Regions from separate parts of the Hordeum vulgare genome. Here region 1 is linked to region 2. The links are chromatin contacts, called in public Hi-C maps. All regions are on one chromosome and are shown on one strand. The core of a region is the stretch at or near the end of the contact, and the rest is flanking DNA. Distances in the headings are between cores, read along the strand shown.

The links. Hi-C and Micro-C count contacts between places; a contact is called where the count stands out from the background.
Region 1: a contact with region 2 is called in a Hi-C map of leaf, with 6 times the contacts expected there. The contact joins the enhancer-like site here to the promoter of LOC123425595 in region 2. A contact is called at or near these places in 3 of 6 Hi-C or Micro-C datasets (leaf and seedling) and 1 of 1 datasets of contacts at active chromatin or transcription factors (embryo).

Annotation. Positions count from the first base shown.
Region 1 is chr2H:146,698,864-146,703,280 of MorexV3_pseudomolecules_assembly, forward strand. No RefSeq gene overlaps it. Among protein-coding and RNA genes, the nearest start is that of LOC123425597, 67 kb to the right of the region's middle. Within about 2 kb of position 2,303, at least 3 of the 3 cell types and tissues checked have open chromatin away from gene starts, as enhancers often do. A contact at or near this core is called in leaf and seedling, where this site is marked.
Region 2 is chr2H:146,412,229-146,416,413 of MorexV3_pseudomolecules_assembly, forward strand. It overlaps LOC123425595 (tubulin alpha-1 chain), which reads right to left and starts at 1,662. Exons shown (of 5, transcript XM_045109284.1): 1 at 1,348-1,662; 2 at 249-463; 3 at 1-155. The coding sequence starts at 1,460.

The sequences.
Region 1 (4,417 bases), core at 1,053-3,552, 290 kb after region 2:
AGTTAGCGAGCGCTTTCTCAGAAGTTTTTCAGTGATCGCTCCCGCGCATTTCCAGCCATCGCCACGTGCCGCGTTCTAAGCGTTTTCTTTGAATTCTGTTTTATTTTTATTTTTTCGCACGCGTTTTCGCTTTTTTAATGTGTTTTATTATTATTATTTTGTGTTACGGTTTTTCACCGGTCTTTCGTAACTTTTGGATGAAAAAAATCGTAACTTTTTTCGCAAAAAAACACATTTTATTTTTTTTACGTGACAAAACACGTTTTTTGTTTTTTTGCGAGAGGCACGGTCGCGCGTCTCGAAAAGGAAAAAAACGTATTTTCTGTTTTATTTTACGACAAGCACGTTTTTTGCTTCCGCGGAAGACACGATTTTGCCTTCACGAGAGGCATGCCCGTGCCTCTACTGAAAGGAAAAAACGCTTTTTTTTACGAGAGGCACGGTTTTACTTCCGTGAAAGGCACGGTTTTGCCTTCGCGAGAGGCACATCTCCGAAAGGAAAAAACGTGTTTTCTATTTATTTTTACGAGAGGCACGGTTTTGCTTCCGCGAAAGGCACGGTTTTTTCTTCGCTGGAGGCACACCCGTGCCTCTACTGAAAAGGAAAAAAAACGCGTTTTGTGCTCATTTTATTTTCTGCGAGAGGCACGATTTTGCTTCCACGATAGACACGGTTTTGCCTTCGCGAGAGGCACGACCCGTGCCTCTCGAAAAGGAAAAAATGTGTTTTCTGTTTTTTTATCGCGTGAGACACGGTTTTTTCTTTCGATTTTTTCATGAAAAAAATGTTTATCAAAATCTATCAACATGAAATCTAGTTTTGAAGATCTCGACGCGAGAAAGCCAACGGTGAAAACGGTTCGAGATTTGGACGCACGGTTTAGGAGATAAAACATTTTAAAAATACGGATCTACAAAAAAAAGGAAAACTCCCAGGTTACGACAAGTGGCACTGTGAAGGTGGGAGTACTCGTTGGAAGGTGTATTCACTAACTAATGATTTCGTGTGTTTGAAGGCACCTCTTACTAGGCACCTTTAGCGCTGAGGAAACTGAATGTCGCTCACTGTAGCGCCGAGTTGGTCCAGCCTAGTAACATGCAGCACAACCAACTTATAAAAGCACGAAAAACAAAAACAAAATGTGTGCCACTTGTCGCACCCCGTAAAGGTGGGAGTAATCGTGTATTCACTAATTAGTGATTTCGTGTGTTTGAGGGCACCTCTTACTGTGCGGCTTTAGCGCTGAGGAAACTGAATGTCGCTCACTACAGCGCCGAGTTGGGCCAACCTAGGAACGTGCAGCACAACCAACTTATAAAAGCGCGAAAAACTAAAACAAAATGCGTGCCACTTGTCATAGCCTGTCAAGGTAGGAGTAATCGTTGAAAAGGTCTATTCACTAACTAGTGATTTCGTGTGTTTGGGGGCACCTCTTACTAGGCACCTTTAGCGTCGAGGAAACTGAATGTCGCTAACTATAGCGCCAAGTTGGGCCAGCCTAGAAACGTACAGCACAACCAATTTATAAAAGCGCGAAAAGCAAAAAACAAATTAGGCTATCCATAGGATTCGAACTCACGTTGTTGCGACCAAGTATGAGTTCAGCTATCCCTACTCGACTGTTCTGACAAATAATAGAGCCAACCTGATAAGAACACACGGTTGCGCAAGTTATTTCACAGTACTATGTAGTATACCACTGAGTTTTTTAAATTATTTGAAGACAAATTATGAGTTTAAAACGTCATTTTTTAATTGAAGTTCACAAAATTGAAAAGAAATCATCAATTTATTAAACAACACTCATCATTTTTGAAAAATGTTCGTGAAAAAAGGGAAAAGCGTTCATCAAATTTGGGAAACAATCCACAAATTTGAAAAGAGTTCATCAAATAAAAAGTTCATAAATTTGAAAAAGAATTTATAGAGCAAAAAAAGTTGATCTAATTTCAAAAACTTCATTGATTTTGTAAAAAAAGTTTATCAAATTTGGGAAATGGTCATGGTTTTAAAAACGAAGTCTACGGATTAGAAGAAATATTCACGTGTTTGAAGAAAAGATTCAAGGTGACGTATACTAGTCGCAAGTCGTAAGGCATCCTGTAAGTTACCGCGTTGCCTGTCAATTTTTTTTTTGTGAGAAAGCCTGTCATTCCTAGAGGTCGCTAGTTTGGTGCTTGGCCGGCCAATGTTTTTAAACTTTTATACATAAGAAGAGAAAATGATGTACATGGGCCGTCCCATGGCGGATGAGGTGTGTGCGCCGGTTGGCACGTCAGCCTATATCCGGTGCCTGGACGCCGAATAGTATTGCCCGCGTTTGGGCCCAACACGACCGAACAAACAGAGTCCTGATCCGACCAGCCCGTACGTGTCCTAAATTATTCCAAAGAGAAGCGCATCCGTAGAATCTCTTCTCCTTCTCCACGCTTTCCCCACGTCGACGGCGCACACAACCTACATATACACCTCCGCTTGCGCCGTAAGAAAAACCCTCGTGAGATCATCGCCTCGTCGACCGTCGACCGTGGTCTCCGTATGCAGCCGGCCGAGATGGATTCGCCCGTCCGGGAGATGCAGGAGATGGACGAGTTCGTGCTCGTCCCGCACGCCGCGGACCTCTGGTCGTACCAACTCGACGAGGACGACGATGACCACGACGCGCGCTTCCTCGCCAGCAACGACGAGAAGACGATCGACGTGAACCACTTCGCCTCCGAGCCCACGCCCCACGCAGCAGTGCAGTGCGGCACGAAGGAGCCGCCGGCGCCGTCCGGCTCGGAGAGCGAGGGTTCGGTTGACGTCGAGGAGGAAGCGGTCGACGGCCTGTTGGAGAAGGCGTCGGATGCAGACGAGGGCGGGGAGGTGGTTGCTGACCAGAAGCCAGAGTGCAAGGACTGGGAAGGCGACCGCGGTCACGGGTGGCAGCAGCACGCGGTCGGCGTGGTCTGCTCCGTGGGGCTGGCGGCGGCGGCCACCGGCCTGGCCCTGCTTCTCGGCGGCCACCAGCAGACGCCGCACAAGGTCCACTTTCGGGGGGTGGCCGGTGATAGCAAGGTACTTAGCATAAATTTCAGGACGCATATCAATTGTAGTACTATTTTTGTACTCAGCATAAATTTCAGGACGCATATCAATATATATATATATATACACACACACACATACGGTTAACGTGACGGCATAGAATAAATTTCTGATGATGCCGCTCAACTTTTTTCCAATGCAGGTGCCTAAGGTTTCAGCAAGGCGGGACGAGAGGCTAGACCAGAGGATGTCGGTGCCGCGGTTTGAGCATGCGCCGGCCATGATCTCGTTCGGGGGTTCCTACGGCGGCCACATGTTTTGATGGGATCGTGTGCCTATCGATCGTGTCGTGAAGAACACTGGTGCATATTACCTTAGAATTAGGAATCAAATTCGTCGACTTGTTAGAAATATAAGGTCATTTTGAATGCAGTTAGGACTTTATTTTGGTGCTTACATGTAACCGGTAGACAGCCCGCGGTGAAATTAATGATGCTCCGAATAAGCATGGCACCCGTAGGGTATGGGTAGGGGGAGCCTTCCCATACCCTCACACACCCCGTCTGATATTATCTATCACCCTTATCCATATCCGTCAACGGGTATAATTCTTTTCCCATATCCGTTAACCGATAGGGTGAACGAGTATCCGCCGATAAAATTACCCATATTTGTAAACATCAATTTAAACAACTTAAAGTTATAAAATGCATTCTATCGTATATTTTACAAAGATAGATTATAACTATAAACATACTTATAAAACAACATCATATAGTCATAAACAACAACACATAAGTATACACTTTCAATTCATAAATTATTGACATACTGTAGATTGTAGAGATAATTTTGAGTTTACATAGATTTTATATGGGTATATGGGTATGGGTTATATGATCTCATACCCGTACCCGCTCTACCCGATGGGTTTCAGATCTTTTCTATTCATGTACCCATGGGTAAGTTTTTATCCCATACCCTTACCCTAATAGGGTTTTTACCCGCAGGGTACGTGGGTAATGGGTATCCATTGTCATCCCTCTGAAAGGTGGAGTAAACACATTGGTGAAAGCTAAGAACATCTCCAATGCTGACCCTAAAGTGGACATTGTATTTGTCGGACAATGATAAAGGAGCCGACTATCCAACTCTGCTCGCATACATTTCAAACAAGATTTGAGCAAACCGAACGATTTTTATGCAAACCACATGATTTTTATTTAAACTGGATTATATTCATTATATACTTTTACGTATTTCACTAAAAAAACGTCTGGACTAACCTAGTACACTGAGTCATGTCCTCCACGTCATTTTTATTCAGCTCCATGTCCATGTCCGACGGTCGTAAACCCCACAAAGTGAAGGTGTGACCACCGACGAGGA
Region 2 (4,185 bases), core at 412-2,911:
ATAATCAACCGAGAGGCGCTCCAACAACAGAGAACCCAGTCCTGATCCAGTTCCACCACCGACAGCATTGAACACCAAGAATCCCTGCAGCCCGGTGCAATTGTCTGCCAATTTGCGTACACGATCCAGACATAGATCTACGATCTCCTTTCCAACTGCATCACACAAATATAATCAGAACTGGATGCATTCATAATCGCAGTAGACTTGAATTTCAATAGGGATCACAGAAATGTAAGATGAATTACCAGTGTAGTGGCCACGGGCGAAGTTGTTGGCGGCATCCTCCTTCCCAGAGATGAGCTGCTCCGGGTGGAAGAGCTGGCGGTAGGCACCGGTGCGCACCTCATCGATGACAGTGGGCTCAAGGTCGACGAAGATGGCCCTCGGCACGTGCTTGCCCGCACCGGTCTCACTGAAGAACGTGTTGAACGCATCGTGTGCAACCCCAACCGTGGTGTCACTGAACCATCAACCATAAAGCAGCATTAATACATGGATTGGAAGAAGCCTAAGCACTGATCTTTGAACTAACTTATCTACATCCATGTTTCAATCAATACTTATTCTGAGACAATAGGAACAGGGTACAGTCTGCGTAATTATTAATGGTTCTGGAATAAGCATTGGACCAAATCAACAAAACAAATCCTCCCCGAGGATGCCGTTTTTAGTAGCTAGCCGGTAAACTCTTCAATCCGTGCTCAGTCCGGTACTCATAGCTCCATTGCTACGATACTAGGAGTATTTATGAAACACCACATTTCCAAAAAAACATTTATTAAGCGTCGCAGTACCATTGTCAAAAAATTCGGATCTCGCGTCTTAAAAGGGATAAAAACTAGCAACCGTCTCGTGGTACGTGCCTACAAATTTTTAGTACAGTCTACAAAAGAACACGACGTCTGTCCGGTCTATAACAGAAACAGAACATGCATGAACTGAAAGAGTACAGAGGACCTAGGAGAACTTGTAATTTGATTGAAACGTCGCACGTCTCCTCGTGTTGTCGCCGATCTCTCAACAACCAACAAAATGAAAATGAAAGAAAAAAAATCCCTCCACATAAACGTATCGCAATGTCCAAACGGGAAGTACAGGCTGACGGATCATGATGATGATTCAGGAAAAAAAGAACTACCGCAATCCCCATTCGCAATTCGTACAATTTACGGGGAAAAAAGAGGGGGGAAAGAGGTAAAAACACTACTATATTATAAGAGAAAAACAGGAATTCAGGGTCAATTTAACCGTGATTTACGGCCAATAACCCGCAGCGCCTCGCGACGTTAATGGACGGAATGCGTTTGCGGATGGGGATCCAAGAAGGATCACGCACGTATGTACCTGGGCATGGTGCCATCCTGATTGATGCCGTGCTCGAGGCAGTAGAGCTCCCAGCAAGCGTTGCCGACCTGGATCCCGGCCTGGCCGATGTGGATGCTGATGATCTCCCTCATCTCGTCTCCTCCTCCTCCTCCTCCTCCTCCTCGCCCCTCGCCTTCTCTTCCGGGCTTTCTTGGGTGTAAAGAATGGCCTCCTCTGCTTCTCTCTCCCTTCCCAAAATGTGTGAGATCGGGAGATAAAAGGGGGCGATGAGAGAGGAGGGGAGAAGTGGAGGAGATCGGGCAGTTTGCGGGCGCAGCGTCGGGGATGGAGGGAGCGGTTGCCTTTTACGTGAGCCGATGCTCCGTCCGTGGACGTGATTCACGTGAGCCGGCCCGGCCCCCGTTCTGTTCAGTTACCGATGGCGGTCACGTTTCCTGGAGTAAATGCCGCTCACGAACGAAAACGGGTCGACGAGCGACGATAACTGTAACTGCCGCGCATGCATGGTCATCGTCACGTCCCTAAAATCGAATCATCACTCAAAGCAATCCGTGGTTTGATCGATAGGACCGTGATATCCCTTCTCCATCAGACTTTAAGTTTCAGACTTGACGTTGGTGTTTGTTTTTTTAAATTTATTACAGGTTTTTCGGTGATGTTTTTTCAGTGAGAGGAGACATTTTCATCGACAACGAAGACGTCAGTGACGATTTCGTTAATTTTAAGATGATGTGCCGGCTTAATCTGTACGCTTGTGTATGTAAACGACTTCGATTGTACTCTACTAAAAAAATTATTGAAACATTACACGTACAACGAAAACTAAAATGAATCGGAGAGACAAGGAATCGGATGCTGCCATTTTGTTTTAGGGACATCTTTCTCCTATTCATTTTTTTTTTTGGAAAAAGGCATGTGGATCCATTAATCAAACCAGCAACATACATCATTGAAAATACGAAAATGATGATGAGTGAACGTAATGCCATCCCTGGGATCAAGGGTGAATCTTTCTTTCCCTAAAAAAGTGTAAATCTTTCTTTCTTTTTTTCTTTCTTTAGAAACAGGCACGAGCAATGCTCGACTTTGAATTTTAAAACCCAACGACAAGGTAACAAAGTTCAAGATTGCAACGATGGTTACGTAAATGGGATACAAAGCTCAACTACAAGAGGAGCTTAAATAGACATACACGAACAACCTATCTATCTTTGACGTCCCTGTAAGCGGCATGAAGGTGCTTAAGCTTGACGACGATGTTTGCACCGGCGGAGCTATGTTGGAGGGGAGGGCTACCCGAATCAATTTCTGAAGAACTTTTTAGGGACCCCTGGATTATATTCTTTTTAACATTCTCCCCCTCGCCCCAACCAAACACCGATGATTTGTGTTTGTTTCCACAATGATTTCCGGCTAGCTCCGTCACTGGATGTTTTTGTTGCCCGCTTACTATCCTTTCGTCCTCTTGGGAGCACGCTATTGCTGAAAGAAAAGAGCTCATTTGAAAACATAGCTAGCAATGCGAGCATGGGATACTTTCTTTGATGGCTAATTTGTTAAGAATAGTTCAAAGCATCCAGGCTAAGACTCCAAAAACTCACCACGCTAAGCGACTCTGTTGCTTGTGGCATTGGCTCATAAGAGTTAGGATATTGTTCATGGAGGTCGGGTTCAGTGTGATACCAAAACATTCCATAACACAACTCCACAAAAATGGGTCGACGACATTTGAAAATGATGGTTAGCAATTTCTGGGCTAACACAAAGGGAGCAACACCCATTGCCAGGACCACGCCTCTTATGCAGGTTAATGGCCGAAGGAATCTTATCGATGGCAGCTTGCCATAAAAGATGCGAACTTTTAGCGGCATCCTTGCCACCCAAAGAGCTTTAGCGAAATTCACCTTAGGGTCACAAACTAACTTAGCATGCATAGATTTACAGAGAAAGTTCCATATTTTTTGGGAGTCTGAGAAACTGAGTCCTTCTCATAGGCCAAGTTAATGTTAGCCACCACAATGGTAAGGTTTGAACTCTCAACGGGGAAAGAGACCTAAATAAACTTACAGCAGGCAAGCCCGGAAATAAAAATGTCGCTCTCTAGGGCCTCGGGCTCGACAACAATCGAAAAGAAAGTCGGGGAAGGTCGTACAACGGATTGCCGAAGAGTCACGAGGATAACCATAATTTAGTATCTTGGTCATTGCCTATCCGGAATGTAGCGCCCAAGTTTAAAACTTCCTTGCATTTTTTGATCCCATTCAGATATGCGACCCTCTCATGTCTGAAGCAAGCGAAGAAAGAACAATTAGGAAAATATTTAGATTTGAGAAGCCTCGCCCAATGCCTCCTGTCATTTTGCACAATTTTTCAAATCCACTTAACAAGGAGAATCGGGTTCATAAATCTTGCATTAGTAATACCTAGCCTTCTTCAGGCCTTAGGTTTGCAAATATCACCCATTTAACCATGCAGTATTTCCTTTTCTTAGTGTCGGCTTCTTAGAGAAAACCTCAGCCTTACCTCTTCCAATGTTCCAAAATCCCCATAGTAAATGTAGGGATTGCCGAAAGACACACACTAGTGAGGATAGCCCTTGCGGCCAAGGACATCAGTTTTGGAAACGTGTGAATCTTGACGCAATGATATATCGCTCTAGACCCCTCAATAATAAACGGCCAACCGTTCGCTCGGATTATACATTTTGCTCAACGTGGCTTGCATCTTGCCAACATAATTGCTTTACAATCTCCCCTCAATCCCATTTTGTGTGGATGGCAACTTTTTATGTCTTTGTCCATTAAATTTTTGAACAAGTGACTATATAGGGCATGACAGGTTATATTTTTCAGGCTT